Regions from separate parts of the Mus musculus genome. Here regions 2, 3 and 4 are each linked to region 1. A link is a contact called in public ChIA-PET, HiChIP or PLAC-seq and promoter capture Hi-C data. All regions are on one chromosome and are shown on one strand. Each heading gives the region's core, a stretch centred on a gene start, on an enhancer-like site or on the middle of the called end of the contact. The rest is flanking DNA. Distances are from core to core; before and after follow the strand shown. Region 1 holds the start of Oplah (5-oxoprolinase (ATP-hydrolysing)). Region 2 holds the start of Mfsd3 (major facilitator superfamily domain containing 3). Region 3 holds the start of Zfp707 (zinc finger protein 707). Region 4 holds the start of Slc39a4 (solute carrier family 39 (zinc transporter), member 4).

What was found. Promoter capture Hi-C pulls out the DNA fragments that hold promoters and counts their contacts. ChIA-PET counts read pairs in DNA pulled down with a chosen protein or histone mark. HiChIP or PLAC-seq counts read pairs in DNA pulled down with a chosen protein or histone mark.
Region 2: a contact with region 1 is called in a promoter capture Hi-C map of liver, with 2.5 times the contacts expected there. The contact joins the promoter of Mfsd3 here to the promoter of Oplah in region 1. A contact is called at or near these places in 1 of 39 promoter capture datasets (liver), 1 of 484 Hi-C or Micro-C datasets (liver), 1 of 115 datasets of contacts at active chromatin or transcription factors (microglia) and 1 of 9 other capture datasets (liver).
Region 3: a contact with region 1 is called in an RNA polymerase II ChIA-PET map of memory CD8 T cells, with 21 read pairs. The contact joins the promoter of Zfp707 here to the promoter of Oplah in region 1. A contact is called at or near these places in 1 of 39 promoter capture datasets (liver), 2 of 115 datasets of contacts at active chromatin or transcription factors (memory CD8 T cells and pancreatic cancer cells) and 1 of 9 other capture datasets (liver).
Region 4: a FOXA1 HiChIP or PLAC-seq map of pancreatic cancer cells shows a contact between it and region 1. The contact joins the promoter of Slc39a4 here to the promoter of Oplah in region 1. A contact is called at or near these places in 1 of 39 promoter capture datasets (stem cell-derived epiblast-like cells), 1 of 115 datasets of contacts at active chromatin or transcription factors (pancreatic cancer cells) and 2 of 9 other capture datasets (adipose tissue and pancreatic islet).

Annotation. Positions count from the first base shown.
Region 1 is chr15:76,304,427-76,310,892 of GRCm38.p6, reverse strand. Oplah (5-oxoprolinase (ATP-hydrolysing)) reads left to right here and starts at 3,604. Exons shown (of 27, transcript NM_153122.3): 1 at 3,604-3,665; 2 at 4,195-4,418; 3 at 4,503-4,694; 4 at 5,133-5,232; 5 at 5,322-5,445; 6 at 5,558-5,753; 7 at 5,835-6,000; 8 at 6,121-6,259; 9 at 6,360-6,427. The coding sequence starts at 4,248.
Region 2 is chr15:76,699,025-76,705,490 of GRCm38.p6, reverse strand. It overlaps Mfsd3 (major facilitator superfamily domain containing 3), which reads right to left and starts at 3,949. Exons shown (of 5, transcript NM_027122.3): 1 at 3,141-3,949; 2 at 2,700-2,847; 3 at 2,488-2,612; 4 at 2,308-2,417; 5 at 1,252-2,228. The coding sequence starts at 3,822. The coding sequence ends at 2,055. Gpt (glutamic pyruvic transaminase, soluble) reads right to left here. Exons shown (of 11, transcript NM_182805.3): 9 at 6,340-6,466; 10 at 6,143-6,255; 11 at 5,816-6,071. The coding sequence ends at 5,981. Recql4 (RecQ protein-like 4) reads left to right here. Exons shown (of 22, transcript NM_058214.3): 16 at 48-300; 17 at 375-504; 18 at 588-757; 19 at 835-1,015; 20 at 1,095-1,248; 21 at 1,429-1,537; 22 at 1,626-1,938. The coding sequence ends at 1,750.
Region 3 is chr15:75,965,617-75,972,082 of GRCm38.p6, reverse strand. It overlaps Zfp707 (zinc finger protein 707), which reads right to left and starts at 2,960. Exons shown (of 4, transcript NM_001347040.2): 1 at 2,679-2,960. The coding sequence starts at 2,786. It also overlaps the pseudogene Eif2s3x-ps1.
Region 4 is chr15:76,612,679-76,619,144 of GRCm38.p6, reverse strand. It overlaps Slc39a4 (solute carrier family 39 (zinc transporter), member 4), which reads left to right and starts at 2,275. Exons shown (of 12, transcript NM_028064.3): 1 at 2,275-2,572; 2 at 2,986-3,270; 3 at 3,906-4,101; 4 at 4,232-4,395; 5 at 4,487-4,658; 6 at 4,916-5,088; 7 at 5,200-5,358; 8 at 5,428-5,547; 9 at 5,634-5,688; 10 at 5,789-5,941; 11 at 6,203-6,390. The coding sequence starts at 2,384.

The DNA of each region.
Region 1 (6,466 bases), core at 2,355-4,854:
TCTATTGACCTTGGTGGTAGGAATTAGGGAGGTTTTTTGGATGAGAACAAATGTCTTGTGTATATTTCAGCAAAATTGTTTCTGTTAGCTTGTGGCTTTGCTTCCCAGGGTGCTGTGGTATAAGAAGTCTATGAGAAATACACTCGGGGCTGGCGTAGTGATGACCCGCAGCCCTCCCGTATCTGTCTCTTGCATCTTTTTTTCTATCTTTCCTATAATCATCCTTATTCCCCGCTTAGAGGACTGTTTGACTTCGTACCAGCTGGACCGGTACACCCATTCTCTTCCACAAATGAATGACCTTTGCCAGAGTTTCCTGGGCTGTGGAAGGGAAATCCCTGGAGAATCCATAAATTAACCAGTGAAAGCTGCACTCATCAAGCAAGCAAAAAAGGAAATCTGAATAGCAAATAGCAATAATGAAGAAAAGGTCACAGAATCAAAGTGGATGCATGGAATAATAATTTTACAAGACAAACTGGATGGAAGGAAGTCCTTTATAAAAGTCCAGTGTAAAATAACATTGGATTTATATATATATATATATATATATATATATATATATATATATATATATATATATATATTCCATTGTCATTTGTGGGACCACTGCTGCTCCGTCCAGTTCTTTGCCACCAGCCCTTTCCCGTGTGCCTGTTGAATTCTTCAGTCTACCAAGGCTGTAGCAGCTACCTTTGCAGTGTAGCTCCAACACCCACCCTCCCTCCATGACCGCCTTGGATGCTACATAACCCCTGGATTCAGGCATCACCCCCACTTGCCCAGATCCATAATCTCACATGGTGACCAAGGGACTGTAACCAGGGGCCATTGCCGGGTGGATGGTAGAGATGCCTGAGTTATCTTTCATGACATACCTAAGCTGGGCGGTCTCAGAGAAACTTCCATCTTCCAGGAAGAGCCTAATAATGAAATGCAAAGACCCATGGCAGTGTCTGGGCATCTCTGATGGTCCTTCAGAGCCACAAATCACATGAAACCTGCTCCAGTCAGGAAGACTGGGCCTAGCTGTCTTTGAATGCAAAGGTGGGGTCAGACGCTGACCTCACAATGGCAGAGCCTCTCTTTCCTGGCTAGTCCACAGACCACTGGCCAGCTGCTGTGCTGCTCCTGGGCATGTCCCTTCTCAGCAGCTATGAGGGCCTACGACAGGAGATCCAGAGGCTGGCCCAAGAGAATGAGGAACTACGGCGCCTGGTGCAGCTCATCCAGGAAAACCAAGAGCTGAAGCTAGTCCTTAGGAGCAGGGGCAATAGCCTAAGCTTCTGTAGCGCCAACATCCTGTCAGAAACAACTGCCACTCCCAGGCTGCCAAAGCGGAAAACGATCAGATTCAAGGATGTCGAGAGAGGTGAGCCACGGGCTTCCTTCTGAGTTCTCTTATCCAACGTGCGCCCAATCAGGGGTCTCTTATGTGCCCAATCAGAGTTCTCTTATCCAGCGTATGCCCAATCAGAGTTCTCTTATCCAGCCTGTGCCCATACGAAAGAAGCCACAGAAAACCCTAGCCCCAGGGAGTCTGGCCATCTGCTCCTTGCTGAGTGCTGGTGGTCGGTAGAGGGAGATAGTGCAAACCCAGGGATGAGGGTGGGATGATGTCTTGGGAGCCCGTGCAGGAGAGAGGAGAGGTTGCCTCTGAGGACATTGAGCAGAGTTGGAATAAAGTAACAGTCATGAGGATGGGGCAAGCTTTCTGAGCTAAGGGATTGTCAGTGCAAATGCCCTATGTGGCAGCCAGTGGGCTATGAGATTGATGCAGAGGAAAGAGGGTACCAGAGGTACTCTTGCAAGACAGAGTTTGAGAAAAGCTGTCTCCTGACTCTCTTTGGGTTCTCTCTCTCTCTGGGTTCTCTCTCTGGGTTTTCTCTCTCTCTCTGGGTTCTCTCTCTCTGGGTTCTCTCTCTCTGGGTTCTCTCTGGGGTCTCTCTCTCTCTGGGTTCTCTCTCTCTCTACACACACACACACACACACACACACACACACTTTTTCTCTCCATACTAGGAACAGAACTCAGGGCCTCTTGTATTCTAAACAAGTAGTCTACCAACTGGGCTACCATCCAGCCCTCTCCTACTTTTGGTTTTGAAATGAAAATCTCACTGAGTTATGTACCATAGACCTTACCCTGGCATCCACAAAATGAGAAAGGGACATGAGGACAGGTTTTGAATGCCCAGGGGCACCAGGCATTGCCTGACGTGTGGCGTGAAGCCCAGAGCCTACAAGTCTAATACATAACCAGCTTACCTGCATCCTAGCCTCCTAGGCCCAAGTGGGCCTTGAGAGCCAGCAGTGTACTTAGAATGGGGGATTTGGGTGTGTGCCCTAAGCTGTCTGATACTTGGCCTAGCACATGGGGAAAGGCCTTTGGGTTCAACTGATTTCCTACAGTCTTAGGAGCCACCCTTGAAGGTCAGCATCACCACCACACATGGCTAATAGTTTGACCTGCCCATGCCCCTTCACTTGGATGCTAAATGGCTCAGGCCTGACTTGAGCCCAGCCTCTACTCTGCTTGTAAAGGCTCTGACTTCCAACCAGCACAGTTGAGGCTCCCTGGACTCTGTCATAGAAAGAATAGAAATGCTGGCCTAGTAAGGAAGATCTGCTTTCCTGGGGCTAAAACCCCTCTAGGAACAGCAAAGCAAGAAACCAATTCTGACTCTCCTTGCTTATAAGTCTTGGTTGTCCTGGGGCCTCCTCTGTCTATGCACGTTCTCCTTGGAATCAAGCCCACTTACAGACTGACTAAATAAACAAGAGGGTTGCTGGGCGGTGGTGGTGCACACCTTGAATCCCAGCACTTGGGAGGCAGGCAGATTTCTGAGTTCGAGGCCAGCCTGGTCTACAAAATGAGTTCCAGGACAGCCAGGGCTATACAGAGAAACCCTGGAGAGAGAGAGAGAGAAGAGAGAGAGAGAGAGAGAGAGAGAGAGAGAGAGAGAGAGAGAAAGAGAGTAGAGGACACGGAGACTTTAACCAGTTGTCCTCGGTGAGGGGGAACACCAGTTCCAAATGTCTGTTGGTGTCACTACAGGAGAGACACATGAGGGTTTAGGTGTACTGAGCCATTTTTTTACACTGAAGGGTTGATTGTGGGATGTGTGCAGAGGCCTCTTGATCTTTGTGCCACTTTGCTGCTGAATAAGAGGCCCTCCTACCTTCCCTTGTTCCTTGCCGGGTCCTTTCCACCCAACCCATCTCCTGCCTCAGGTCCTCCCACTCTGGGGAACAGTCTGACTACATCAGAAATGTTGTTACATTAGGGTACAACCAGTTACTTAGAGACCTGAAGTTGGGTATCAAGGGCGTCCACTTTCGGCGACCCAGAACTTGCAGAGAGGTTCAGCAATTCCGAGAATCAAGGTGCCCTTGAGCCAAAGCGCTGGGTCCGCCCCTGCTGGCAAGGGCCACTCAGTCCCTCAATCCGTGGATCGCTCTGGGCGAAGGAGGAGGTGCTCAGGCCCGGCCCGCAATTACGTAATCCGGAGGGCCAGGCACGCCAGGCTTGTGTGTCTGTGTTTGTGTGTGTGTGTTGGGAGTGGGGGTGTGTTTCTCCAGGCCCCACCCCGAGGTGGGGGCAGGGCCTTCGGGAAGCGCAGCGGGACACAAGCAAGACTAGAGCGGATTCGGCTGCTGGTGGGGTCTGTGCTACCGCCTTTCCTACTTTCCCCCTGAGGGCTCCGCTGTACCTCCGCTCTTTTCAGCCTCGCCCCACTCTTGTACAGATTCTGTAGGGTTCCAGTGACTATAAAGCCTGGGCCAGGAAACTTGAGCAGAGTGGGGAGTGGAGCTATTTCTTACCTGCCCAGCCTAACTCGGGTGCCTTTCCCTGAGGAAAGAATCCAGGCTCCTCCCGCAAGAAAGGGCTCCGGGGTCCTTTTATCTCTAATCCAAGTACTGGCTTTCCATCGGCAGCAGGACTCTCAGACCTGTGCCACCGGGACAGTGGCTGGCATTTGGGCTTGCCTGGCTCTGACTCTACTCTGGCCACCCTATGACTGGGTCCTGCAGCTCCTGCCAAACCCAGAGCTACTCTATGACTCCTCCCCAGGGCACCTTCTAGACTCGGGATCCATTTGTTTCCCATCCCAGCCTCTTCTTAGAAACCTGGCCCCCCCTCAGTAATAACCCCAACCCCCCTCACTCCCAGTGACAGGCTCTTCTGTCCAGTTCTCCCAGGGCTACCAGCCGAAGAGCCACTGCTGGACTCCAGCTTCAACATCATGGGCAGCCCAGAAGAGCGCTTCCATTTTGCCATCGACCGTGGTGGCACCTTTACAGATGTCTTTGCCCAGTGCCCAGGAGGGCATGTACGTGTCCTGAAGCTGCTCTCAGAGGATCCTGCCAACTATGCAGACGCACCCACAGAGGGCATCCGCCGAATTCTAGAGCAGGTGGGCCAGGGCCAGTGGCGGGCAGAGGGGAGGTGTTAGGGAGACCCCAACCTGAGGTTCTCCCCCTGACTATGTGGTCCCCAGGAGAGGGGTGTGCTGCTGCCCCGAGGCCGGCCGCTAGACACCAGTCACATCGCCAGCATCCGCATGGGTACCACCGTGGCCACCAATGCTCTGTTGGAACGGCAGGGAGAACGGGTGGCACTGCTGGTGACTCGCGGTTTCCGAGACCTGCTGCATATTGGCACTCAGGCCCGCCCAGACCTCTTTGACCTGGTGAGCTCTCCCGTGCCAACTGGGCATTAGGTGAAGCTTGTGCACTCTTTCCCCTCCCCCAGCCAAGGTCTTGTGGGGAGGTCTGTGAAGCAATGGTGGCTAGTAGGCCTTAAGGAGACTGAGCACTGCTAGCAGGACCCGTGTCCTCATACTTCCAGACTGGCATGGGAATACTCTGCCAGTTCAAGGTGAGAACATAGAAGTTCCACCTTTGAATTCCTGGAAGAAGCTGCCCTCTTGAGGTAGGGTGCTGGTTCTCTAGTTCTTAAGGGCTTGGGCTTGGGTACAGAGAGAAGCCTTCTGGGTGGACCTTGCTGGGCCATTTTGACTGTCTCCTAGCTTTTTGGAACACATCCCCTTGGCCCGCACTGCGACATCATGCAGGACCCCATAGACCACTCAGGCCGGGGTCTCCTCTGAGCCTCTGCCTGCCCTCAGGCTGTGCCCATGCCAGAGGTACTGTATGAGGAGGTCGTGGAGGTGGACGAGCGAGTGCTGCTGTATCGTGGAGAACCCGGTGCCGGCTCTCCCGTCAAAGGTGCGCATGGTGCTGACATCCTGTGTGAGGTTCTTGGGGTAGGCAGAGCCTGGCAATTTTTTTGAATGGGGGCTTTGGGCTTGTTTCAGGCTGTACAGGGGACCTGCTAGAGATACAGCAGCCTGTGGATCTGGCAGCCCTGCGTGGGAAGCTGGAGGGGCTCTTGACTCGGGGCATTCACAGCCTGGCAGTGGTACTCATGCATTCGTACACGTGAGTGAGGGCTGTTTCCCGTGCGTGGAGACTGGATCTAGAGGAAAGCTGGAAAGGTGTTGGGTGGGAGGCACAGAGTCCCCCCCACCCAAACCCTGGGTTCTCGTTGTAGGTGGGCCCAGCACGAGCAGCAGGTGGGCACACTGGCCCGGGAGCTGGGCTTCACGCACGTCTCCTTGTCCTCGGAAGTCATGCCCATGGTGCGGATTGTTCCTCGGGGGCATACGGCCTGTGCAGATGCTTACCTCACTCCCACCATCCAGCGCTATGTGCAGGGCTTCCGCCGAGGCTTCCAGGGCCAGCTAAAGGTGAGGCCTGTTGACCACCGTGCTCCAGGCCCTGGCCTTGCTCCTGCCCAGCTCATCGCTGTCCGCTCTCCCCATTCATAGAATGTGCAAGTCCTCTTCATGCGCTCCGATGGTGGCCTGGCACCCATGGATGCCTTCAGTGGCTCCCGGGCTGTGCTCTCTGGCCCTGCTGGTGGTGTGGTTGGCTACTCCACTACCACCTACCAGCTGGAAGGTGGTCAGCCTGTCATTGGCTTTGACATGGGAGGTATGAAGGCTGAAGTGGGTGGGTGAGGGAAGACCTTCAGCTACCTAGCTGGAGGATGCTGGGGGCTCAGGTCTTGGGGGCGACTCCTAGCATCTTGTCTGCTGTTGCCGCCGCCATTAGGCACATCCACAGATGTGAGCCGCTATGCTGGAGAGTTTGAGCACGTCTTTGAGGCTAGCACGGCAGGTGTTACCCTCCAGGCCCCACAGCTGGACATCAATACGGTGGCAGCTGGCGGGGGTTCCCGCCTCTTCTTCAGGTCAGTTCCTACCTCTTCAGTTATAACCTCTAAGCTTCTTTATTCCACCCCCCCCCCCCGACCTCCCCATGCCTCTAATTCCTGTCTTTTATCCCCCAAGGTCTGGCCTCTTTGTGGTTGGTCCAGAGTCAGCAGGTGCCCACCCAGGTCCTGCCTGCTACCGCAAAGGTAAGGGCTAGCCACTGCCTTGCTGGACCTAGCCCCATG
Region 2 (6,466 bases), core at 2,700-5,199, 390 kb before region 1:
CTGGGCCTAAGTGTGGTAGTTCTGTGCATATGACTGTCCCAATGCAGGGTGAAGACCTTTGGGAACTGCGCAGACATGCCCACGCTGACAGCACTGACTTCCTAGCTGTGAAGAGGCTGGTGCAGCGTGTGTTCCCACCCTGCACCTGCAGCCAGAGACCTGTTTCCAAGTCCTCACCTGAGGAAGTCAAAGAGCACAGTGGCCAACAAACATACCCTGTACTGGGCCAGGCCTGCCTGGGCCATGAGCGGGCACTCCCAGTGCAGTCTACAGTACAGGCTCTGGACATGACAGAGGAGGGTAAGGAGCCAAGCAGGATTTGGGTTACAGGGAGAGGCTGGTGCCACCTCTCCTGAGCCTTTCTCTGCCTCTAGCTATTGAGACTCTGCTGTGCTATTTGGAACTACACCCTCGGCACTGGTTGGAGCTGCTGCCCTGGACCTACGCCCAGTGCCATCTGCATTGCCTTGGCGGCAGTGCCCAGCTGCAAGCTCTGGCCCACAGGTAAGCACATCTTACCTCAGGGTAAGGATAAAGATAAAGAATAAGAGCTGCTGGCCATAAACTCCTTTGTTCCTTGGGCACAGGTGTCCCCCTTTGGCTGCATGCCAGGCCAAGTGGCCACCTAAAGACACAAGTCAGGGCAGGAGCTCCTTAGAGTTTGGTGTGGTGGAACTGGCAGACTCGATGGGCTGGAAGTTGGCCTCTGTACGGCAGGCTCTCCACCAGCTGAAGTGGGACCCAGAGCCAAAGAAAGGTATGTATGCCCACCACTACCCCAGGCTGGGCTGTGCTAGCCAGCTGTTCCCCTCCGACCCACACACTCGCTGACAGGCGCAGCACAGGGCACCGGAGTGCTTGTGAAGTTCAGCGAGTTGGCCTTTCACCTGCACAGTCGCGGGGACCTGACAGATGAGGAAAAGGACCAGATCTGTGACTTTCTGTACAACCGTGTGCAGGCTCGTGAACACAAGGCCCTGGCCCACCTACACCAAATGTCCAAGGCCTTTCGAAGGTGGGAAAGAGGTAGGCAGGGCCTAGGCCACCCGCTCTGACCCCATGGGCAACTCTTGACAGGTCTGTCTCGTCCCCAGTGTGGCCTTTCCCAGTTGTGGACCCTGTTTAGAGCAGTCTAATGAGGAGCACAGCAATCAGGTGAAGACCCTGGTCAGCTACTACTTTGAGGAAGAGGAGGAGGAGGAAGAAACTATGACGGACACTCAGGGTCCAAAACCTGGGCAGACTCAGGTAAGTGCCACACCTCTGAGGATAGTTCTTAAAGCTTGGGACAGTGACATGGCCCCATTCAACCCTGACCCCACAGTTCAATCCCTGCTTGGCTCAAGGTTTCCTTGGCTGCTCCGGGTGTGATTTTACATGACAGATGCTATGGTAGCTCAGATGAGGTTACATGCTATCCTCCCACAGCTTCAGGACTGGGAGGACCAAATACGCCGGGATGTCCGCCAGCTCCTGTCCCTGAGGCCAGAAGAAAGGTTTTCAGGAAGGGCTGTGGCCCGCATCTTCCATGGCATTGGTGAGGGCCACGGGGTTGCCTGGTGCCAGCGGGGGATGGGTATTAGAGCCAGCTGAGTCCTCAGGCCTGTGTTTCTGCTCCACCCTAGCGAGTCCATGCTACCCAGCCCAGGTGTATGGGCTGGACCGGCGCTTCTGGAGGAAGTACCTACACCTGGACTTTCATGCCCTGATGCACCTAGCTACAGAAGAGCTCCTGCTGAGAGGCCGATGACCACCTTACATGGGAGGGTGCCACATGATTGAGGCATGAGGCAAGCCAGACTGTGGCCACTACTCCGAGGGTGTCAGGCTCACCAAGGCCATGATGTGGCCATCACTGACTGTCAGGCAAAACCTTCTGGCTGCAGGAAGGGGATAAGAAGATCCAAACTGCAGAATAAAAAGCATTCAGTAATTTTATGTGCTTTCTGGTAACATAGCCTTCAGTTTGAGGAGAGCTGCATTTCCTGTGTCCCAGACATCCAGGCCATACATAGCTTTATTGGCTTTATAGACAGCCCTAACCAACATCCAGCTCAGGTCAGGTTACTGGGTGCCAGGCGGAGATCCAGAACAGGCAGGGCTGAGAGTACAAGGAAGACAGCAAAGCAGAGATGTGGGCCTAGGCTGTCGGCCAGCACGCCGGCTAGGGTACCTGGGAGCAGCTTGCCCAACAGTTCCAGAGTGGCCAGGAAGCTGTAATGTGTAGCCTAGGAATGGTAATGCAGATCAGGGCCGAGTGACTCTCTACCCCTGCAGTCCCTGGGCATCCCTACCCTTCCCTCTTACCTGCAGGGCTCTGGGTGCTAGCTGGCTACAGTGCATCATCACAGTGAATGTGGCAGTGGTGACCACACCCCCAAAAAACTGTTGTAGACATAGGCTTAGCAAAACTGCCCCTGGAAGAACAAAGAAAGGTCAGTGGGAGCCTGGGTTCCTGCCCCCTACCCCCCAATGTCCACCTCTTACCTCTCATGACTGTGCCAGGGTCCACGCTGGCCCCTGGGCTGTTGAGGTGGAAGAGCAGAGCAGTCTGGCAAGCCAAACTCCCAAGGCGGAGCTGCAGCACTGTCTTCAACAGCTTCAGTGGCTGCCTGGGGTGGGAATTGAGAGATGCTATGGTAAGATCACCTGGGACACCGGTGGAATTGAGGGTCAGGCTAGGGTTGGGGAGTGCTTACCAGTGCCTGGCCAGTAGAGCCCCACCCAAGGAGGAGCCAGCAATGGAGCAGGTCACAGCACCCAAGCCACTCCATAGCCCCAAGTCTGAGGCAGAAGCACCATGGTCCAGCAGGAGAAGTGGAAACAGGCTGCCAGCACCCTGCTCACCTACAGGAGACCGTAAGCAAGGATGGCCCCAGTCTTTCTTCCAGGAGCCTCAGTACTCCAACCAGTCAGGCCCCTGGTCCCCTTCATTTTCATGGGCCCCAGATGTTAGAAGAGAAAGGGCTGGGCATTGGCTGGAGCTGAGGGAAGTTAAGAGGTGAAACAAAACTGAGCTACAGAGCTCTGGGCTGGTATTCCAGCATAGGGCAGTCCCCTGAGTGGGTTTCAGGGCCCTAGGGACCAACATAGAGTTTGGGCTCTAAGCTCGATGGTAACTAACTGCAGGCCTCACTCACCCAGCTTGTAGGTGAGCACAAAGCCCGCTGTCCAGAGGGTCCCAGGCACAGCCAGCAAATCTTGTAGAAGATAGGAGCTGTGGGGTGTATGCTCTGAGGCCTGAGGCCATGGCAGCCTTCCCAAGGCTGGTGCAGCCCAGGCTAAGGCAGCAGCCAGCCAGTAGGTGGCAGCTAGGAGCAAAAAGAGCAGTGGCCAAGAGAGAGTGGGGAAGAGGACCAACAGTCCACCCCCAGCCAGTGCTGATCCCAGCTTGTAAGCGACCACCTGTACAGTGTTCCCAGGTCCCAACTCCTTTGGCTCTAGGAGTTGCACAGCGAGTGTGTCCAGAGCCACATCCTGCACCGCTGCACCCAGATTCAGCAGCAGTAGCAGCCCCATCACGGTGGTAGGTAGCCCTGTTTGGCCAGCTTGCGGAGGAGGCAACACAGCCAGCAGTCCACACACCAAGCCCAGGGACAGTGTGCTGAGTGTTAACCAGACCCGCGGGGTGCCCCGCCTGTCCACCAGCGGTGCCCACGCCAGCTTTAACAGCCATGGAGCATACAATCCCTTGGTTAGACCCACGCGCGTTAGGGAGAGGCCACGGGCCCGCAGTAAAATGGGAAGCAAACTGGACTGCAGTCCATAGGGCAGACCCTGCACAAGATAGAGGCCGGCCAGCGGCAGCAACTTCCCATGCATGGCCCGTTCGTGGTGGGATCGGACGGCTCAGGATGAACAGTCAGGGTCTGGTCCTCCTACATAGGGCCGGGGACAGTCAGGCTGTAATCCCGACACGCACACTGGGACCAGAAATCCCGGAAGTACCGAAGCTGGGAGAAAAATGCGGAGCGATAGACCGGTCCTATCGCATGGTGGGACCGCAGTCTTGCACAGCCCATAACTACCGGCATGCTTTGCGCAGGGGTCAGGGTGAGGGAGAGGCGGGGCAACCCGGGCTGGGGGTGGAGCCAACCCCCTACTAGTCCTCAATTGGCCTAAAACCCAAATGTTAAGCAGGTTACTGATACCTACACAGACCCAAATCATCTGCTCTGGCGCCCCTCGTGCCAAACCTGGACACGACAGCCTGCTGCTCACAATGCCAGCGGGTAGATGTGAGTGGCTAGGAAGGAAGCTGAGGTAACAGGCTGGTCTCAAAGGTATCTTCCTGTCTGCTGAATGGATACCAGATCCGTTCCAGAAGAAGCATTTTCACTTTAGCGGTTTTTTGTTTGTTTGTTTGTTTGTTTGTTTGGTTTTATGTGTGTGTGGATAGGTTTTCTTTATAGAACTTACTTTGTAGACCAGGCTGACCTCAAACTCAGTATCTTCCTGCCTCTGTCTCCCAAGTGCTGGGATTAAACGGGTGCGCCACCACTGGCGGGCTCACCACGCCCAGCTCCCGAAGCATTTCTAATACTTAGCTCACAGAGCCAATACTTTGCCCCACAATGCATTTAGCACTGCTCCCCATTCCTTGCTGAGACTGTGGCTTCAGAGCTGCCCCCAGGTCAGTGACCACAGAAGCAGGAGTTTTGTGGGGAAGGGCAGGACCTAGTCAGCTATTGCCCGTGATACCCACTTCCTTTTCAGTATTCAGTGAGGGTAGTTAGTCCAGACCACGTGATTCTGGCTCTGCAGGGAAGGCTCATGCCCAGTCTCTCCCCCTTCTCAGAGTTGTGCCCTCCCAAGTCCACAATGAGACTGTTAAATGAGGCCTTGGGTTAACTGACTCAATTATAGTAGATAACTGGGTGGAACTTCTTTTGTGTTTGGACACAGTGTCCAAGTCCTAGCACCCTGGCACTGCCTTGCTTCCACGGAGGGGCTATCCTGCCACTTCCAGATAGTCTCAGGATCTAAGTGTTCACATCTATAAAATGGGTTCTACTTTTGGGGCATGATTGTAAACCCCTATAATTTTGCTCTTCAGGCTGAGGCAAGAGAAGAATGAGTTTAGGTTGCCCTGGATACCTTAGCTGTTTAAAGGGGTGGCAGGCAGGATATAGTTCAGTGGTCCTGAGTCCAATCCCCAGTACCACAAAACTTAGGGGATGGAGGACGGCTTTGCCTACCGCAGAGGAACACTGCAGACCAAACAAGTTGAACCCCAGCAGTGTCTACTGTGCACAGGGGCTCATCCTGAGCCTCCCAGTCCAGGATGTATCTTTCCATTAGCACACATCTGCCCCAAGGGTTCCTAAATGTGCTTTGCAAAAGGACCTCCCCTGCTCTGCTCTGCCGGAGGTGGGCACCGCCCAAGCCCTTGCTGTCAGTCCTAACTTGGCTGTAAGAGCTGAATACCTCCCTACTGTGGTTGGCACACACGGCTGTGTCCCGGAGCAAGGTTACTGTTTCTGACACAGCCTCTGAGGTCTCTTTCCCCTGCATTCCCTCAGACCTCACCCCCTCCCAAAGTGGTTCTGTTGCGGCCCTAAAAGGCAGATGCTCTGCCGTCACACCTTTTACTGGCATGTTAGTTGATTTTATGTAACCGATCATCACATGCCCCACACTTAAGACTGAAGACCTAGCCCACAGATGCACTGTCTCAAGCCAAATGTAGGAATGACGATCTGGAGGGTCCTCCCTTCCCTGGGAACCATCCTTAGCAACTCCTCTAGATGCCGTTTCCAGTGTCCCTTATGTGGAGTCTGTGTGTCTACACAAAGCCAGTCAGGTGAGTCAAAGCTGGGGTCACCCAGGCAGCCACCTCAAATCAGGCCTACACCCAGCTTTATTAGGGACCTGCAGGGACAAGTACCCAGACCCTATGCAAAATCAGAAATAGTGAGGGCTCCCAAGGACCCTCAGTTTGTTGAGTCAGAGAGCATCCAGTGTGGCCCTAGCAGTGGCTTCAGGAGTACTCATGAGTGAATTTAGCATGGAAGTGCCTCAGTTTCTCCAGCAGCACCCGCAGTTTCTCCATGGGGGGCAGAATGGTCATCCTGAAAAGGACAAATGGTCAGCGTGAAGTACAGGTCCATTAGTGGCAGGGTCAACCCATCCCGGGTCTCACCGGAAATGATAGGTGCCCTCCTGCTGCCCAAAGCCACTCCCAGGCACAACGCAGATGCCAGTCTCTTCCAGGAGGCACAGACAGAAGAACATGTCAGGGGCCAGGCCCAGGTCCTGGGGGTCAGGAGGGTGGTCAGCTCACAGCCTGGCGCCAGGCCCACACCCTGCTCGGCCCCCATGTAGCCCTGCATGCCCCACCTGCGCACGCTGCACTGCTTTCAAAGGCAGCTGAATTTGAGGGAAGGAATACATAGCGCCCTGCACCGGGTTGCAGCGGATCCCGGGGGCCTCGTTGAAGACCTGCTCCGTGAGTTTAGCCTTGGCT
Region 3 (6,466 bases), core at 1,711-4,210, 340 kb after region 1:
CTAGGCTGTTCCCTCTCCTTTTCATTTGATGCAGGGCCCAGTTAGTGAAGTGGTGCTACCCACATTCAAGGCGGAACTTTCTTCATCTAACCAATTAAGAAAATCTCCCAGTTGGGTGTGGTGGCTGAGGGATGGGTGGGTGGATCTTGGTGAGCCAAAGGCCTGTCATGGACACAAAGAGAAATAAACTAGAAGTCTTAAGATTAGCTGGGCGTGGTGGTGCACGCCTTTAATCCCAGCACTCGGGAGACAGAGGCAGGCGGATTTCTGAGTTCGAGGCCAGCCTGGTCTACAGAGTGAGTTCCAGGACAGCCAGGGCTACAGAAAAACCCTGTCTCGAAAAACCAAAAAAAAGTCTCAAGAGCAACTATAATAGTTCCCCAAAGGCAAGTCCAGAGGCCCATCCTAGGTTCCTTGGGTACTTTCTCTAGCTCCTCCATTGGGGGTCCTGTGATCCATCCAATAGCTGACTGTGAGCATCCACTTCTGTGTTTGCTAGGCCCCGGCATAGTCTCACAAGAGACAGCTCTATCTGGGTCCCTGATAGACACTTTTAATCACAGGACATGATAGAAAGAGGCAGTAGGATCTGGCAGGCTAATCTACTTATCTAGTTCTGGACCAGCCAAACAAACAAACAAAAAAAATCTTTAAAATTAAATTAAAAATTAAATTTAAAGTCTGTAGGATTAAATTTTCTTCATAAACTCAAGGTAGGCAGGGAAAGACTCTGTTCACAGGACACAGAAAACACCAAGTTTAAAAGAAAAAAGTTGGGGGTGTGTGTGTCTGGAGAGATGGCTCAGTGGTTAAGAGTTCTACTCTGCTTTCCCAGAGGTCCTGAGTTCAATTCCCAGCACCCACACGGTGGCTAAAAAACATCTTTAATGGGTTCTGATGCCCTCTTCTGGTGTCTGAAGACAGCTACAATGTACTCATAAATAAAATAAATTTTTAAAAAAAGAAAAAAAAAAGTTGGGTCAGCAAGATGGCTCAGCTGGTAAAGGTGATTCATGTCACCCGAGTTCAATCCCCTAGATCAGTATAGCCCGAGGAGAGGACCTACTCCCACTAGCTGTCCTGATATGAAGAGTGGTACACGTGCCGGTCTACACTCATATATACATGCAGTAAATACAGTTTTCCAAGAATAACTGCTGGGGTAGGTCTATAATCCAAGCACTGAGTGGCAGAGACAAAAGCAGCAAGACTTCAAGGCCAGGCCAGGAATGGTAGCCCACACATTTAATCCCAACACAACTCTTGAGATCCAAGCCAGCAAGACCAGAACAGCCAGGGCAATAGGCCCAGTCTCAAAAACAAAAAGATCATCAAAAAAGTCCAAGGCTAGGCCTCATCTCTGCTGCATGATAAAGTTCCGACCCAAAAAAAACCCCAAAAAAATCAGTTCAGTTTAGAGAAGAAAGGCTTATCTAGCTTACGATTCCAAGTTACCATCCCGTCAAGGCAGCTAGTCATATCAGTCAAAAGCAGAAGAATGAACTAATGCAGTTTTAGAACTCACCTAGCTTTCTCTAACCTTCCACAGTCCAGGACCCCAAATCTGGGTCCGCTCATATCAATTAAGCTAATCAAGGCAATTCCCCACAGGCATGCCCACAAGCCAACCGGAACTAAATAATCCCTTGAAACATTCTTCCCAAATTACTTGATTGCGTCAAGTTGAGAAATTAACCATTACACCAACTTTGACGAAAAAGCTATGTCAAAGACCGTTTGGGATAGTTAAAAAGCAAGCCAAACAAAACAACATTTAATGAAACCAACAAGAGAGTTTCTGATTCTAAAAGGGAGTTAGAAAGATTAAAGAAAGATTAAAAGGCAAGCAACAGAGAAAGAATTTCCAAATCGTTTTCTGCCAAAGAACTAGTATCTAGAATCACTTCTAAAAATTAACATAGAAAGAGATAACTTTTTTTTTTTTTGGGGGGGGGGGTTGAGACAGGGTTTCTCTGTGTAGCCCTGGCTGTCCTGGAACTCACTCTGTAGACCAGGCTGGCCTCGAACTCAGAAATCCGCCTGCCTCTGCCTCCCAAGTGCTGGGATTAAAGGCGTGCACCACCACTGCCCAGCTAAGAGATAACATTTTAAAAGAGAGAGAGAAAAAAAAAAAACCTAACTAATCTTAACACTCAGGTGACAGAGGCAAAGGGGTCAGCACAAGTTGAGGCCAGTCAGGCTATAAATTATTTTAACAGCTATCACAAAAGTTGCGCCTAGAGGCATTCAACCTTGTGACATTGCGACATAACTAACCAACCACCTACACTGTGCTGATATGCATTCTTATCTATACTCGACTAGCAAGGCTGCAAATTGGGACACACCTGGAAGACCCGAAGCTCGGGAAACACAGGTCTGGGTAGTGACTGCCAACCACAAACTCTGCATGATAAAACCAGAATATATATTTCTCATCTGAACACCAGAACTGGTGCCACAAGCCTGGCTGGACTTCAAGGCCGGAGAGCAGGGAGTGTGGGAAACACTAAAACAGAAAGTTGTAGTCCTGGAAAGCAGGAGCAGACAGACCCAGACTGAGACCCTAGGACCGCCGGAGCGCGGTACCTGCCAGAAGCAGGAAACCCGAGCGCCCGTGCCAAGGGGACCCAGGTGGGCGCGGGGCCAGGGATTGGGGGTAGAGGGTCCGAGCTCACCGGAGGAGCATCGCCGTTAGCTCGCTCGGGAAGAGCGCTGCCCCGTCGGAAGCAGCGCTCTCGTCGAGCTTCGCCGAGAGCAGCAGCTGCAGCAAGACGCCGGCGCATCTGAAGGCCGCGGGGGATGCCGGGGGTAGGGTCGGCTTCAGCGCAAGCGCAGTGGCGCGGAGCAGAGCAACCCAAAGCAGCACCACCGTCGGATTCCCCAGCTCCTGCACCTTTAAACGTCAACTCCCGTGCGCGCCGCACTGACTTCAACTCTCCAGCGGAAATACGCCAATCAGAAGCGTCTTCCGGCTACTTAAAGGGCGGGGCCAGATAAAAGGGCGGAAGTGTGCGCGAGCCCGCCCCCAGGGGCCCAGCCCTTCCGTTGATATGGGTGGTCTGTGGGTTTTTTTTCGTGTGTTCCTGAGCCCACTGGAAGGAGGTGTTTGTTTTGATGGGCTTGGGGGACAAGGTTTCACTGTGTTGCCCTGGCTATTCTGGAACTCTCTTTGTAGACCATGTTGGCTTCAAATCAGAAATGTCCATGCCCCAGAGAACCTATCTCCAGTTCTCAAGCAGCCAGAACCATCAACATTCTTTGTTTGGAATTTGTCCTATGGCTGTCTAAACTGATGTTTGCCAGTTTGCTTCATGTTAGTGGCATGGGTCAGGATTTCCTACTTTGTTCATTGGGGTCACTGGACCCTTAGGCCACTGTGATGCCAAATTTAATTTGAAAGATGCAAACTTATTTGTAATTCTAATTCTAGTTTAGGCAGCCTTCGTCCCACCATAAGATAGCTGAGCAGATGGAAAGGAAGATACGTCCTTTCCCCTCTGAGCAAGATGGCTGGGGGATGTTACCAAGTTGACACCACTTTCACGTGAAGTTATCAGCAGACAAGCTACAATTAATATTGTTACAACTGGTCATGGAGCTCATGGGAAGTCCACCGTGGTGAAGGTTATTTCTGGAGTTCACACTGTCAGATTCAAAAATGAGCTAGAAAGAAACATTACCATCAAGCTTGGACATGCTCATGCTAAGACTTATAAACTTTGATGACTCAAGTTGTCCTAGACCAGATCATGTGGAAGCAGTACACCAGATAAGTTTCCTACATACATTCTGGGGGCCAAAGGGAACTTCAAATTAGTCAGACATGTTTCCTTTGTTGACTGTCCTGGCCATGATATTTTGATGGCTACGATGCTGAACAGTGCAGTAGAGATGGATGCAGCTCTTCTGTTGATAGCTAGTAATGAATCATGCCCTTGGCCCGAACACCTGACTGCTGTAGAAATCACGAAACTCAAGCATATTTTGATCTTACAGAATAAAATTGATCTGGTAAAAGAAAGTCAGGCTAAGGAACAATATGAGCAAAATCTCGCATTTGTGCAAGGAACGATAGCAGAAAGGGGCACCAATTATTCCAATTTCTGCTCAACTGAAGTATAATATTGAAGTTGTCTGTGAGTATATAGTGAAGAAAATACCAGTGGCCCCAAGAGACTTTACTTCAGAGCCCCATCTCATTGTTATCAGTCCATCTGATGTCAACAAACCTGGCTGTGAAGTCGATGACCTTAAGGGAGGTATAGCTGGTGGTAGTATTCTAAAAGGAGTGTTAAAGGTATGCCAGGAGATAGAAGTCAGACCCCGTATTGTCTCCAAAGATAGGGAAGGAAAACTCATGTGTAAACCAACCTTTTCCAATATTGTGTCACTTTTTTGGGGGAAACATAATGATCTTCAGTATGCTGCCCCAGGTGGTCTCACTGGAGTTGGAACAAAGATCGGCCCCACTGTGTGCTGAGCTGGTAGAATGGTGGGACAAGTGCTTGGTGCAGTTGGAGCGTTACCTGAAATATTCACAGAACTGGAAATCTCCTATTTCCTGCTTAAACGTCTTCTGGGTGTACGTACTGAAGGAGACAAGAAAGCAGCCAAGGTCCAAAAGCTGTCTAAGAATGAAGTGCTTATGGTCAACATAGGATCCCTGTTGACAGGAGGAAGAGTTAGTGCTGTTAAGGCTGATTTGGGCAAAATTGTTTTGACCAGTCCTGTGTGTACAGAAGAAAGGAGAAAAAATTGCCCTTAACAGAAGAGTTGAGAAACACTGGCGTTTAATTGGTTGGGGTCAGATAAGAAGAGGAGTGACCATTAAGCCAACTGTAGATGATGACTGAAGACTCCAAGTTAAACAATGCCTTGGGAAAGAGTTGGAATTTCTTTTAATAGCCTATGGGGTATATTTTCAAAACAATACTAGAAAGAATTAATTTCCTAGCTCATTATCTTACTACTAGCTATCTATGTTTATTCTTATATTTTGGCCATGAAAATGTGACCTCTACTATTTTTTCTTTTTATTGATTTCTTGTTTGACATCATGTAGCCCCATCCCACTCATCCCCTCATATCCGACCTTTGCCCTTGCAACCTCCTCCAAAATAAATAACACACAAACAACACAAAAGAAAGAGAGAAAGAAAGAAAGAAAGAAAGAAAGGAGAAAAGAAGAGAAGAGAAGAGAAGAGAAGAAAAGAAAAGAAAAGAAAAGAAAAGAAAAGAAAAATACAGAGGGAAGATCTAAAAGGAAAAAAGCAAAAGGTAGAAATAAGATTGGTCTTGTCTGTTTGGTTTTTGTTAACAAAATCTCTTTTGTTGTTGTTGTTTTTTGTTTGTTTGTTTGTTTTTCGAGACAGGGTTTCTCTGTATAGTCCTGGCTGTCCTGGAACTCACTTTGTAGACCAGGCTGGCCTCAAACTCAGAAATCCACGTGCCTCTGCCTCCCAAGTGCTGGGATTAAAGGAATGTGCCACCACACCCAGCATTGTTAACAAAATCTCAATTATTGGATTTTACCAGTGAAGACTCCAGAACTAGATACTGGTGTGAAAGCCTGCCAGTTTCCTAGAAGGAATCCCCTCTCTTAGTCCCCCAAAACTTCCAACTCAATGTTCCTCCATCCCTATTTCCTGTGTATCTCTCTATTCACCCTACTGTTTACTCTTGTTTTTTTTTTTCCTTAATAATCCTATATTCACTTCCTGTCAGCTGGTTGCTTAGTCCTCCTCTTGACTTACAGTTGACTTCATTTAATCCTATTTACAATAATCAAGCAGAAAGCTCTTGGATAATAGGTGTGTGCTAAAGTTGAGTCGCACCACAACTAAAAGCAGTTGTTTCCAGTAAATAACATAATCTCAGGGTTCACAGTGTGATTAAACATCGTGTAACACTTGTTAGCTGGCAGAGGTAGCTTATCCCTTTAATCCCAGCCCTCAGGAAGCAGAGTCAGGTGGATCTCCGGGAGTTCCAGGACAGCTAGGGCTACAAACAAAAAGACTGTTCTAATCAAAGTTACTTTCTTCCTGAGGCAGAGACACACTATGGAAGAAAACAAAAAGTAACAACTCCAGGTTGCTCTTCTGTAAAGATTAAAGGCTAGGGAACTGGGAACTCTACTGTCATGCTCACGGAAATCCACCCTCTCCTGATTTCCCAAAAGGTCAGATAACAACCTCGTTTCCTTTGGTGCCTGAGCCTTGATTATGATTGACACCTTTGTTGAGTCTGGCCAGCTAAGGGCCCAGGGCAGAAGCCTAGTGTGAGCCAAATGATGGCCTCCTGTGAGTTTTGTTGAGCAAGAGAGCTAAGAGCAATACGTGTACATGGTCTGTTTGCATTCACTACTTTGGACTGTGTATTCAGAAAATCGAAATTCTTGGATTTCCTAGATTTATGTGTCGATTCTATGACTAGTTGACGAATTAACAGTCTCCACATCTGTACA
Region 4 (6,466 bases), core at 1,026-3,525, 310 kb before region 1:
CCTGCCTTTGCCTCCAACAGGTAGTTTTGAGCTATTATATGGATGCTCAGAACCCAGGTCCTCTAGAAGAAGAGTCAGCCCTTGTAACTGCTGAGCCATCTCTCCAGCCCCTTTGGATTTTTTGAGATGGTCTCACTATGTCACCCACACTGGCCTCAAACCCAATCCTGATTCTGCTTCTCCAGTGATGGAGTCACAGGTGTTTGCCACCACGCCCAGAACAGGCCTGCTCCAACCAACCTCACTTTTGTTTTCTAAGATAGGATCTGCCTAGCCCCAAACTTGCTTATAGGGACCAGGCTGACCTCTAACTCAAAGAGATAAATATGCCTGCCTCTGACTCCGGAGTGCTGGGATTAGGGGTATTCACCGTGATACCTGGATTCTACTTCTTTTCTTATTATCTGTAGCCACTGAATTAAGTCTTGCAGGAGTCCTAGGGAATCACTAACCAGGGAGCACTGTTTTGCTCTATTTTAATTTTGTACTGTGATAACACACAGAAGTTGCCACTTGGACCACATTTCAGTGGCACTGAGTTCAGCCATTGTATTGTCCTTTCCACACCTTCATCTACCCAAGCGAAACCTTCACAAGTAGTAACTCCAGTTCCCGGGTGCTGAAGTTCACCATTTGACTTTTTTTTTTTTTTTTTTTTTTTGGCCCGAGGGAACAATTGTTGCGGCATACAATAGAGGTGAAAGAACAGCTTTCTGGAGCTGCATTTTTTCCTTCTACCACCGTGAATCCTTGGCAAGCTTCTTTACACACACACACACACACCACACCACACACACACACACACACACACACACACACACACACACACTCACCTATGCAGTGAGCTGGCTGGGAATGAGCAGGAGAGGCAGTGTTAGCTGCACGAGGGCTGGCTGTTCTGCCTTTCCGAGCTCAGGCAGGTCCCTCCTTTGAGGGAGAGATCTAGGGAAGCCAGAACAGCCAGGCCTACACAAAGACTTCTCCCTAGGGGATACAGGGAAAGAAAATCAACCTAGTCTTAGCTCTCAGCTGCCCAGCAATGAAAAGAAATAAGAAAGGCAGTTTGGGTATATGGCATCTTCAGAGCTCCATGTAGGGAATGCTCTCAGGTTGGCTCTCCCAGTTCCCAGTCATAGTTCTTCCATAGGACCAGCAAGGATGCTGCATTGCAAGGATGCTAGCCATAAGAAACATTGACATGTGTATGTTCGGAACAGGTCTGAAGCAGTTGACCCGTGAGCTCAAGGATACTCAGCTAGATTCTTTCTCCACCCTGCCCTACCCTCCAGAATACTAGGGGACAGAGTTCGTTAGGCATTAGGTTCATACTCAGCCACACCCCAGAGGGCTAGGGTCAGGACTGGTGTGAACTTGAGTGGAAGAAGGCCACAGTGCCTCTGGGGCTACCCAAAGCCCTCTTCCAGAAGGCCAAAATGCCTTGTGACCCGGGAATTGTCAGTTCCTGGAGATTCCAACCCCTCCTTCAGCCTGCCACCTGGATAGAGATAAGGCTCAGGGGTCAAAGGCTGGAAGGCTCAATGGGGGAGGGGCACAGCTGGGGGCCCCAGCCCTACCTCCTTCTTCTTATGCTCAGGCTTTAGCGCTCACAACAGGGCCTCAAACTCCTACTGCTCAACTCGAACTCTTCCAAGCCCCAAAAGTTGGCTAGGACCAAAGTCACATCTTTGTTTCCTGTTTGTCTAGGTTGGGGCTTTAGCCATTTCCTGGGGATTTTCCCCGAGGGCTGGGGGTGGGGGAGCATGACGCAGCAAGTACCCTGCAGAAATCTCCCATTGTAGCCCATATTGGACCCAGCGGCCTTAGCTCAGGAGCCAAGAGCAGCACCCCCACCCTCACCCAGGCTACAAGATTTGGAATTTGTCTAAGCTGCTTGGGCTGAGAGGCAGCTGGTGAAGGGTGGAGGGAAGCCTAAGAGCTCTCCTGAAAATGTCAAATAGAACGCCCATGTTTGACTTGATAACATCTACGCGCTCAAACCTTTAATCCCCCTAGCTTCTGGTCCAGTGGCAAGGTAACAGGCGAGGGTGATCTGGGCTCTTCAGGGAACAGAGGAAGCCCTGACTGGCAGTTCAGGGTGTGACAGGTTCAAGCCGCCCACCTAAGGACAGGGACCCACCTTTAGCTCCAGCCCCAGGAGGCACCAGCTCTTTCTCCCCAGGCTTTCGGGGAGGATCTGCCACTGGAATGGCTAACCCAGCAGCCAATCACAGAGCCCTGTAGGAAATATCTGGGAGAGGTCTTGGAGCTAGGGCCAAGGCAAGTTGAACCCAGCTCCAGTCTGGCCCCGGACAGTCCCAGCTGTCTCCAGCTAGCCCAGAAGTCAGCACCTCTACAAGGAACGCTTTTGGGGGCCTGAGGCGTGATGCTCCCAAAGTCGGTCACACAGGGACTTGTGTTGGCTCTGCTGGTGGGCACAGTGGCAGTGGCCCGGCCCAGGAACCTGCTCAGCCTGCTCGCCTTGGGCCAGGGTGCTCTGGATCGCCTGGAACTGGACGGCCTGTTAAATACGCTGGTGGCCCGTGTGCACTGCACCGACGGGCCGTGTGAAAAGGTAACACCCCCACCCGATGGGTCCCCCAGCCCCGGCCCCTTCCTGCCCGCTCCACCCTGTGGCAGGCACTAAAGAGATCTGGGCAAACTCCAGGAGGCGGGTCTGGAGGCTGGTGTCTGCACCTGCTGGCAGGCTGGAGCCTCCCTTCCGTTTCTGGGGGGCTTATACAGGCCTGGGCCTCCATCCTGGGACACACAGCTCCATTCCCCCAGGCTATCAAATTTGTGGTGACTCACAGTGACCACTCTCACCTTCAGGATGGGGGAGTAATTGCTGGGGACCCCTTTGTGTAGGCTCCTAGTCAAGCTAACTACAAGGGGCAGAACATGACATAAGATAGCTGATAGAATCCATGCCTGTAGGCTATGCCTGGTAGGCTTAGTCTAGCTCAGATCCTGTCTGTTTGCCCACAGTGTCTGTCTGTGGAGAATGTCTTGGCTCTAGGCAAACCTGACAAGCCACAGCCTGCCCCAGAATCAGTCCTGGAGTCCAGACACATTATTTACCTTAGTGCTGCTGCTGCCCTCTACCTTAACAACCCAGAGAAAACATGCAAGGACATCCAAGCTGGCCTCTTGGCCTCCCATGTGGACGATTACCTGGCCACACTGGAGAGTCCAGAGGCCATGACCCTGGGTCTGAGCCAGCTACTGCAGAAGATTGAGGCCCATGCTGCCAGCCAACCCACCGGGGAGAAGGTGAGGGCCCAGACAGCTTTTGGGGGATAATGACAAGGACCTTAGTGCCATGGAAGGGAGGCTGCCCCAACAAGGGAGATGTCCCACGTGCAGCCTCATTGGAGGTACTTAGGTGGGAATCAGTCTTGTGCACAGTTGGTAGAACGGGGTCTGCGGGAGTCTGGGGGAACCCTTTGGGGGAAATGACAGTCAGGAGAGCTCTGGGGCCAAGGTCATAGGCCACAGTGAAGGGTGTGACTAGCTGGGGCAGCCTAGGTTTATGGTATAGGTAGCTGGTTTAGGGACATAGGCTGATGTCTTCTGTGAAATCTGGGAAGTAACTTGAGGAGGTTGGAGCCGGGCAGTGGTGGAACACGCCTTTAATCCCAGCACTGGGGAGGCAGAGGCAGATGGATTTCTGAGTTCAAGGCCAGCCTGGTCTACAAAGTGAGTTCAGGACAGCCAGGGCTATACAGAGAAACCCTGTCTCGAAAGAAAGAAAGAAAGAGAGAGAGAGAGAGAGAGAGAGAGAGAGAGAGAGAGAGAGAGAGAGAGAATGAACTTGAGGAGGTTGGGAGTTGATGGGAGACCCAGGCAGTGAGGTGGACTCCTGAAGCCAATACTGAGGGCAGAGTTGAAGACAATCTCTTTTACAGACCTGTGTAGATCTTCCCCAACTGCTGGAGGAGGCTGAGGCAGCAGGGGTTTCCAAAAGCGCCGGCCTGGTCTTGACTGCCTTGCTGGATCATGTCATTAATGGGTCCTGCTTCCAAGGCCTGCCTAGCCCTCAGTACTTTGTGGACTTTGTGTTCAGGCTACACAGTAGTGACCCTCCCAATATCACGCTGCATGGTGAGGCCTAGGCTACGATCGTCAGCCGCTACTCTTGGGGAATGGGGGGACAAGGCTGGAGCTGAGCGCACTGACTGCACTGTTTTTGTTTTTGTTTTTTTGTTTTTTGCTTTTTGTTTTTTCTTGCTAGAACTGGAGAATTTGATGCATCACCTTGGGGTGGGTGGAGAGGACCACAGTGACCATGATGACCACGGTGATCATGCTGACCACAGTCATCCGGACAGGAAAGCCAGCCACCAAGACTCTGAGCTCCATACTCCCCACAACAGCAACTCTAGTGTATGGGACACGGTACGCCACTCATGCCATTCTGGAGAAAGAAGACAACCTTCCATGGGTCTGTTCAGACACCTGACTCCTGTCCTGTTCTCTTTGCCTCCAGCTGTGCCTGAGTGCCAAAGATATAATGGCTGTGTATGGGCTATCTGAAGAGGCTGGGGTGAGCCCTCAGGCCTGGGCCCAACTGACCCCTGCCTTGGTCCAGCAGCAGCTAAGTGGAGCCTGCAGCCCCTACCCCACTATCCGTATTCAGGACCAGCTCAGTCAAACAGAGAGTGAGTCCCCCGCCCTGGGTGCTAGCCTCAGGTTATTGGGCTCTAGAAGGGGGCATGAGTTGGCATTGAGGAATGAGGAACCACTAAAGGAGGAAGAGTAGTGGATTTCAAGGCTAGAGGGCCAGAGTAAATAGATTCCTGGCACCTGCTGACGGCATCTCTGTAGAGATCTTGCCCACTACATCCTGCTTGGCTGGACTTGTGGGGGATTGCCTGTCTAGGAAGCAGGGGAAATCTCAGTGTAGACTCACCCACAGGGTATCTCTATGGCTCGCTGGCCACCCTGCTCATCTGCCTCTGTGCTGTGTTCGGTCTTCTGCTGCTGACCTGTGCCAAATGCAGCACAGCCACCCACTACATCATGCAGACCTTCCTAAGCTTGGCTGTGGGCGCACTTACCGGCGATGCTCTTCTGCACCTGATACCCAAGGTCAGCCGTCACTCAACAGGGCCCCCCCCCCCCCACACTGCCCTTTTCCCAGCCTCAATCAAGCCTCTTGTAGCCCTGAAGTTCCCCAGTCAGTACTCGCCCCCTTCTCAGGTGCTGGGACTGCACACACATGGTGGAGAGGGTCACACCCATGAGGAGGAGGTGGGCGTTGGTGGGCAGGCCACCTGGCGCCTGCTGGCTGTACTTGGAGGCTTCTACATCTTCTTCCTGTTTGAGAGCTTCTTCAACCTCTTGTTGCCCAGGGACCAGGTCAGGCTCTGGGGAACCACTAGGTGGGATGGGTAAGGTCTTCACAGGCTCTGACCAGTTTTTCCACAGGATTCTGAGAAAGATGGGCCTTGTAGCCATGGTGGGCACAGCCATGGAATATCTCTGCAGCTGGCACCAAGCAATCTCCGACAGTCCAAACAGACCCATGAAAGCTCTCGTTCAGACTTGGTAAGAGGCAAGTCCTATCCCACATTGAGCCCTTTAGTTATGTATTTGCCTGGGTTCATTCTTGCTCCCGCCCCGGCGCCCCCCAGGTGGCAGAGGAGACCCCGGAACTACTGAACCCAGAGACCCGGCGACTGAGAGCAGGTGAGCCCCAGGGAGTTCCTGGGGGCACTGCAGATCTGGGGTTTGCCCTTAGGCGCGTGCAGAACCTGGCCTACAAGACCCACGCTTGCTATGCCCACAGAGCTGAGACTGTTGCCCTATCTGATCACACTGGGCGACGCGGTACACAACTTCGCTGACGGGCTCGCTGTGGGCGCCGCCTTCTCATCCTCGTGGAAGACTGGGCTGGCCACTTCATTGGCGGTGTTCTGTCATGAGCTGCCCCATGAACTCGGTGAGCTCTGGGACGTGGCTTGAAAGGGTGGGGCTTAGTGAGAAGAGCAATCTATTCTGGAGGTGACCAAGGCCAGAGAAAAAGGGACAAGGCCTTTCTATGAGAGAGGCATGTGATGGGATGGGGGTGGAGGGCGTGGCTAGATGTAGGATGGATTGCCGGACTGCCTTTGGGTGTGTCTGTCTGGGATGTGGGTGTGACAGGCATGGTGGGCTGTACCTGACCTGTGGGCAGAGTTCTCGCTGACTTGTTCCGTTCTAGGGGACTTCGCTGCTCTGCTGCATGCCGGGCTGAGTGTGAAGCGTGCGCTTTTGCTGAATCTGGCCTCAGCGCTCACAGCATTCGCAGGCCTCTACGTGGCTCTAGCAGTCGGAGTAGGCGAGGAGGGCGAGGCTTGGATTCTGGCGGTAGCAACCGGCCTCTTCCTTTACGTGGCGCTTTGTGACATGGTTAGAAAGGGGAAGAGCCTTATGTAGGGGTGGGGAGCTAACCAGGGGCTCCAACCAACTGGCAGCTGAATTGGTG